2 separate regions of the Capsicum annuum genome follow, and region 2 is linked to region 1. The links are chromatin contacts, called in public Hi-C maps. All regions are on one chromosome and are shown on one strand. Each heading gives the region's core, a stretch centred on a gene start, on an enhancer-like site or on the middle of the called end of the contact. The rest is flanking DNA. Distances are from core to core; before and after follow the strand shown. Region 1 overlaps LOC107845274 (mechanosensitive ion channel protein 1, mitochondrial). Region 2 has its middle 35 kb from the start of LOC107845573.

What was found. Hi-C and Micro-C count contacts between places; a contact is called where the count stands out from the background.
Region 2: a contact with region 1 is called in a Hi-C map of leaf, with 2.1 times the contacts expected there. The contact joins two enhancer-like sites. A contact is called at or near these places in 2 of 5 Hi-C or Micro-C datasets (leaf and placenta).

The regions. Positions count from the first base shown.
Region 1 is chr10:82,255,450-82,259,015 of UCD10Xv1.1, forward strand. LOC107845274 (mechanosensitive ion channel protein 1, mitochondrial) reads left to right here. Exons shown (of 10, transcript XR_007045759.1): 8 at 819-932; 9 at 2,233-2,408; 10 at 3,313-3,566. Among protein-coding and RNA genes, the nearest start is that of LOC107844218, 17 kb to the right of the region's middle. Within about 2 kb of position 1,327, at least 2 of the 5 cell types and tissues checked have an H3K27ac peak or open chromatin away from gene starts, as enhancers often do. A contact at or near this core is called in leaf, where this site is marked.
Region 2 is chr10:82,590,742-82,594,850 of UCD10Xv1.1, forward strand. No RefSeq gene overlaps it. Among protein-coding and RNA genes, the nearest start is that of LOC107845573, 35 kb to the left of the region's middle. Within about 2 kb of position 1,365, at least 3 of the 5 cell types and tissues checked have an H3K27ac peak or open chromatin away from gene starts, as enhancers often do. A contact at or near this core is called in leaf, where this site is marked.

The DNA.
Region 1 (3,566 bases), core at 77-2,576:
GCTTAGTGTAACAATGTGTAGATACACATCCTAGTAATATTTTCCTGTGCTTTCTCACAAGTAGGAATGTCCATACTTGCCTTAGCATCTTCGAGCAAAAGGCTCCTATCAAGCTAGGAGGAAGTTCAGGAAGTTTCTTAGTGTTCATGGTGTGGACAGGAAAGAAACCTGTGCTCCTTTGGCTAAAGCTATGGAGAGTTGGAAAAATGGGTTCAGGTGACCAAATGCTAGTCATGGCACCATTACAATGTGAATACTATCTCGGCTTTTTGTTTTTTGTGTCTCTGTGGATTCAACTTTTTGCTTTATGTTTGTCTGAAGTACATGGTAAGGGATAAATACTACTACATAGATGCCAGAAAGAGGGCAAGCTTCCAGCTAACTGGTTGCTTGTTATTAAGTTCATTTTATGAGGTATTCTGGTCATATTTGTGTATTGTTTGCTCAATTGCTTGTATGGTAATTGTTTGCTTAAAAGCTTGGCGTTGCACTTTTACTGACAATATCTTTGCCAAAATGTCAATAGACCACGTTGGGCATTTTGGAATGTGAAGTGTTCTTGCTAGCTGCTATAAAAGGGACATAAGACCATAATTTATATGGCCAAGACACAAATACCTTTTCTTTTACAAAAAATTCTGTACTTTGAATATGGTACCACAATAAAATTTAACCCCGAACAGGTAAATTTGTAAATATGGGCTTATAATATTCTCGTCTAAGTACCGCTCTTAAAGCAGTTTGGACTGTATTTGTCATGCTTGTCCATTTATTTTCTTGCATGTTTCTTCAAGTTGTATATCGTTAACTTTGTGCAGGGTCTTGGAGGATGGCCTTTGTTCGGTTATGGAGGCAGAGGCTTTTGTGCTGGTTCCAGTGGAAGTTTTGCTTGAAGTTCTGTCATAAGATCTTACTGTTGAGCGATGATTTTGGTATCACTTGAATTTGCTAATTTTCTTGCAATTTTTACTCTGTATCAGTCGGCTCAACCTTATAACCATAGTGTTGTCCATATTTTCAATCTTACCCAAGTAACCCATTTTGTGTATATTTTGCAAAAAATAGATTTCTTACTTAAACTTACAATGACGATGAGATTCCGGGGATCGAGTTACACAACCTCCAGTATCATTTTCTTTGTTTTTTAGAATAATTTCCAATCCACCCCCCCACTCTTATATGATATTTGTGCCTCAAAACTCCATTGCCATTATTTATTTTTGAAGAGTGGATTGAACAAAGGTTGAGGAAACAGGAATACCTATTTGGAATTGACAAATTCAAAATCGATGGTTGAAATTGTGGTTTGAAAATATGATTATTCATGCTTAGAAATTGAGTGGTAGTAATATTTGTGTTGACCTTCACGGATTTAAACATTGACCTTCACGGATTTAAACACTGTTGGGTATTTTTTAAGTGAGAGATCAAAACTCCATTATTGAGGTTTTGGAAGTTTGAAAACTTACAAATGAGTTGTGATTTTTTAAAATTTTTTACAAATTGATAATGGAGGTTCATTGGGAGTATTATTTTTGAAGTTTTGGTTAAATTTTGAACTTATTCGGTGACGATTTTCACCTATTTTGTGTATAAACTTTTCTTATATATTTTTATACACTTTTATACAAGGTTGATATATTGTATGTATAATAAGTGTGACACTATTTATGACCATTGTTGCAAGATTCAGCTATGCAGGTGTAAACAAAAAAAGTAGGAAAAATTACATAAATAACCAACATAAGTTTTTAAACTTCTAAAAATTCTCGCACTTCTAAAAAATTATTTAAATCCCAATATTTCATACTTTTTGGTAAAGTTGAGATACAAGTTAAAATCTACAACTAAGAAGTCGATTCTTTATCAAAATAACCCACTTCTCCTCTCTGTACGCCGCAATTTCTGATGCGATTTTTATCCAATTTCTTCATCTAATTCAAAATTTTGAAGTAAGGTAATTTCTCTCCCTAAAATCAACTTCAATTTCTTCTAAAAAAAGAATTTTGCGTCTGCTTTTACAAAGTAAAATTTTAGAGTTTTGGTTGAACAATTTCTTCGATTATTCATTTTTTAGGCTTTATTGTTTGAATTACCATTATGAATAGAGATTTGGGACCCTCTTTTTAGTCTTGGATTTTCTCAATTAGAAAGTATTAAAGAATCTCAAGAAGTTGTAAACTTCGTTCCCGAAAGTTTTGACTAAGAATTTGTTGGCTTTGATGAAAATAGATCAAAGAATAGAAACTATCCTCAAACTATGAAGAAGTTGTGGCAAAAGCATGCTAAGAAAGAAGAAGAAAAAAGAAAGTGGTTCTAAGAAAAAGGGATCTAACAGTCCTGCAAGTACAGCTCCCGCCAAGAGAAGAAGACTTGCCGAAGCAATTTTCAGAGATGATCTTTCTAAGGTAATTGCATGTTTAGATCTGTTGAATGTTATGCCGAGATACATATTTTGGCTTGTACGCTACGTTTAGAAATTCATTGTTTATCTTATTTTTCATTAAAAAAGAGTGCAAAGCAACTTGTTTCTGTCAATTTTGATCATGTGCTGCAGTACAGATGTTGGGTTTTTTATTCTGCTCTTATATTGTATTACATCTGCTCTTATATTGTATTACATACATACTAACAAAAGATGTATCGTCATATATTACATATATTTATTTTTCCTTTAAACATTGTTAAAGTAGATTTCCATTAGTATATGCATTATTGATTGTGTGATGCATTAAAGTGTATAACATGAGGTTGTTACTTTAACTGCACAAGTTAGAAGAATTGTTAAAGATCATGCAAAAAGAAATTTGTTTTTGTCAAATTTGATGATTTGCTGCGAGGAAAGAACTTTGAGATGTTTTTAGCTGAATGTAATTTGTTTTATATACATAATAACAAAACATGTATCATTCTATATTAATATGTATCTTTTTCATTTATTGCTCTTTCAATTTCCTGCATTTTTTCTTTAATCATATTACATACGAAAATAATTTAATTTGTATCTAAGTAATAATCATTACAGTTGCCTGCTATAACATATATTCCATTTGATTACAATTTGAACATCATCTGGATGTCATCATGTACTATTTGAGGTAGAAGTACAAGAACAAGAATTTTTCAATTAACAGATACACTACCACAGATTTGCTTTTTCAAAGTATACATCGATAAGGCTTATGTGAATTACTATAATGCTGATGTTGGTAAGGAACTTGCAACTCAAGAATGGTGGAACATTTAAAGATATAATTATGTTTCGATATATGAGTATATAGGTATTTAATTAAATTGGTGATTGCTATGCAGGGATTAGGGTGTATTTGTAGTTGTCTATGCCGAGTATTTGAGTAAGGGATTAGACATTCTGTCTTCTGGTATTGATGCTCAATACCATCGTCTGAGATATCTAGTCTTTTGTGCAAGTACGGATTTGAAAAAGTATAGAATGGCTACTTTAGTGAGAATGACATCCACCAAGGCCAAGTAGCAAGTTCGGACCAAAACAAACAGATCGTGTTTTGCATATTCAGTAGTTGTTTATTTGTTTGCTAGTTGGATAT
Region 2 (4,109 bases), core at 115-2,614, 340 kb after region 1:
ACCTTACACCAAACGATCCCCAAATGTGTAGAAGTTATGCTCTTTTAAGGGGGCGATGGTAAAAGGCCAACATGCCAATTGAAATCGTATAATATTTTTTTTAATGCATTTCAAGAAATATGCATCCTTCATTTTGCTTTAATTCTTTAATATTAATTTTCCATGTCACATCTTTAAAATCATAAGATTAAATTTTTTTTTTTGATGCATTATATATATTTTAAAGAGCATTTTGGTATATGTTACATGTTTTCAATTTAAAATTATAAAATTAATTTATTTTTTTATTTGATAAACATCATGTCAAACCAAAATGAAACATACAAATTAACACGAAGAGAACATTTTGTCATATAAAAAATAATTATATGTAAATAATTATCAAATGAAAATGTTTTCCCCTAAAACGGTACATTTGAATTTGTCAAATTGGTTTAAGGTCTAATGAGTTATACCGATTTTAAAAATAATAATAATAATTAAATAATTCAAAAAATAATACGATGTAGCGAATATAAAGAAAAAAAAAATCAAGCCGTGGATTGGATCTTAAGAATCAAGCCTTGTGTCACTGAAATAGCGCCTCCGAAAGGACTAAAGAACTGCGAGGCTCAGAGCTTTTGCTTTCAGAGATTAGGCCTAAATAAGTGTGTATTCAAAATCCAGAGCCCTTAACATGCATGCCTAATGGATTATCTATAGAGAACAACCTAAATAATAACTACTTCCTCCATTTTATATTAGTTGATCCTCTTACTAAAAATATTTATTTTATTTTAGTTGTTCAAGTTTTAAAATCAAAAGAAGTTTATTGTATTTTTTCAATAGTACCTCTATCATTAAATGACTATATAAAGTGTATATATTCAAATTTAGATTTTTAATGCATAATTAATAGGATTACTTTAGTAAAATAAACCTTTATTAAATATTTTTTTAATAAAAATGTTATGTCAATAATGACTAACTAAAATGAAACGGAGGGAGTAGGGTGCGGACCCTTTTAATCTCTAACTTAAGCACTAAGTCTTCGGTTGCCCATTGGCCGCAAGAATCTCGATCTCTACCGTGAATTTCAGACTAGCAAACTGTATTCATATCCGGATCCTACGTATCATCATGTTATTTGTCCATCTAGACAAGACTGATTTTACCCTATATAGATAGTCCTGAACTTTTTGATTGCTCGAGTACTAAGAAGATCGGGAATTGGAAAAATTCTCTCAAATTCTTGGTAATTCCCGGAAAAGTTCTCTTAAATTCTTGGTAAAAACCAATCGAAAGGGCTGTAGAATTCTTCTTCCTTGGAGTCAAATCTTTCATTCGCCATAAAGAAGAACCAACAACCTGGAAGCCTCCTCAAATTGGTCTTAAGCATAATGTAGATGGATCCTATGACCACTCCACAAAAATAGGAGGAGCGGGGGGTGTCTTTAGAAATAATTTAGGTGATTGGGTTAGGGGTTATAGTACAAAACTAAATGTTAACTCTCTTTTGGATGCAAAACTTACAAGCTTATTTTATGGTCTTCTATTTGCTCTTAAGCTGCAGGCCCCACATTTAGAAATTGCAACAGCTTCACCAGAGGTAATAAAAGCTCTCGATCCCCATAACGATGTTAATAACACTTAAGCTTCTTCATGCAAGGATCTTCTAACCAGCCTGGGGAGCCCAACGATAATGCATAAATCAAGGAAGCTCAATACAGTTGCAGATAGGCTAGCTAAGGAAGGCCATAAGTTACATAATAATGTGTTCGTAGAATGGGTTGATCTGCCAGATTTTGCTCGTTCGTCGCCTGTTGAAGACACCAGCAGCCACCCTCCTATAGAGGATGTTGCTTCACTTTTATCTCTAGCATTGTGTTAGCTTTTTGTTAGTCTTGCTGTGCCACACTACCCGAATTATGTTAACTGTTTTGTTGGGCCAGTCGAGCCCCTAACTATCAGGTTTATGTAACTAGTTCTACTCCTTTAGGTACTGATAAGCTGCTTGCAGCTCCTACTGTAAACTCCTGTGATGCATATTAATAGTAATGAATAAAATATCCTTTTAACCAAAAACAATTCTTGGCAAAAAAATAAGTGAAGCATGGCTCTAGCACACACCATGATGCACATCATTGCATTCAAAGTTTCGGCCACGGGTCATGCTATGATAACTTGGAACCATGACTCGACCCAAGATTCGTAATCCCTATGTATATAAATGGACAATTGCTCTTTTCCCCCATCATTTTCCTTTGTACTTTGCACTCAATCTGTGAAATCCTCTTTCCCCAATTTCTTCTTCAATGCAACACCAAAACTTATCACTTTTTGTTTCCTTAGTAGTGATTCAATATGTCTTATTTATTTTCATCTTGTCATTCTTCCTCAATTCCAATGGAGCGGCTCGATAAAGCCCATTATCGACAACCACCCCTAAATGGAAATCCCTATCAACATTGCGTGGGGGAAAGGCTCCTATCAGTGGTCAAGCAAAATAAGTCCGTGATGAAGCACTTGCCATTGATATCTTCCCCAAAGTTCTCTTTCTTTTCAATGACTGCCTGAATCATGGTCATGGCACATCAATTATGGAATACAAGTCTCTAGTGTGAGAAAGAGAGACCTCCCTAAAATTAGATGTGACTGTGGATGTTGCAAGTGCGAAAAAGTTGTTACCATGCACAAGCACACGTGAATCACACATCATATTCCTAAATCTTACTTGATCTATACCTATCCTTTCTTAATAAGCTTGGGCCTCTTGATTCCTAACATATCCGAAGATTTTTGTTGGAGATATAAAGTGTGCATGGCTTAATTTGCTCATGTATGGAGGCTCATCCAGTGTATTCATTGCCTAATTGACAAGGGCAACTAGTACTTCACAATCAATCACTTATTTCACTTTTATGTTCCTCTATTATTTTGCAGCGGTGTCATTTATATGACCACTCTAGGGATGTTAGGTCTACTTTCTTGATTTAAGAATGACTTTGAATAGGGATAATATGACAAATATGTGCCTGTCTCCACAAAACTATTGCATCAATCGAGATTCGCCCTATTCTCAAAGACGTGGAACCATAGTCATAATCTGCTAATTTTCTTTCTGACATTATTCCTCCCCATACATTTTATGCCTATTACTTCTTTCCTTCTTATTGTGTAGCTCTACAAGTCCAACCCAGTGAAGTGACCAACATGACATCTCGGTTAAAAGGGATCCTCCGAGTTTCTCCCAAAAAGGATAAAACATAGAAAGCCATGGTTTTGATTTATCTAAAGGAAAAAAAATCATCGTATGCATATCTTTGTCCTTCTCTTATGTTAATAATTTCTTCTCCCCTTTACAACTTAGGAAATGTTTCATAGAAAAAAAGATATCGGTCTTACCTATCCCTTTCTCATGGAGTTGTTGCCTCCCAGATCTGGAACTTAGCTGTCGATCTTGCTTCCACCAAAGATACAAGTTATCTGATGACCCCTAATTTTCTGAAGAGGAAAAGGACCCTTAAATTTAGAAACTCAGGCATAGGAGGAATTAGTTCTCGATATTTTGGAATCACTAGATGAAGCAGGATAAAATACTATTACATCTGAGTTGGTATTGTTGAAGGATGATGAAGAAGAATGTAAAGGGGCTAGAACCCAGATGATGGATTGTAACTCCCAATATGGGATAAACTTATGGTACCTCCTACTTTTGTAGCTTGTAAGGCCTAACTAGGTCACAATTGGAAAACTTCGCCTCCAGTTGTATAGATACAAGGTTAAGACCTTATAAGGACCAAGCCATTGTTCTGAGCTCTTCTTATCACTAGATGATTATCAACATGCCCATTATAGAGACCTTCAAGGATGTCCTTATCTTTTCGTACAACTTTTAGTCTTATTTGACCACATGGGGCAAAAAATTGAGTTGCCTGCAAGATCTAGGGGATTCCGTTGGCTAATTGACTGCCTCCATCCATCAAGTATGGATCTTAAACTCTATAAATTTCTTAAGTCCTTAACTTTTTGTTTTTCTTATTGCCTTATCTATCTACTCGCCATAACCACTCAACATAAGTCTAGTTCGCATGAAGATAAACTTGATGCATGATTAATAAAGCTAGATG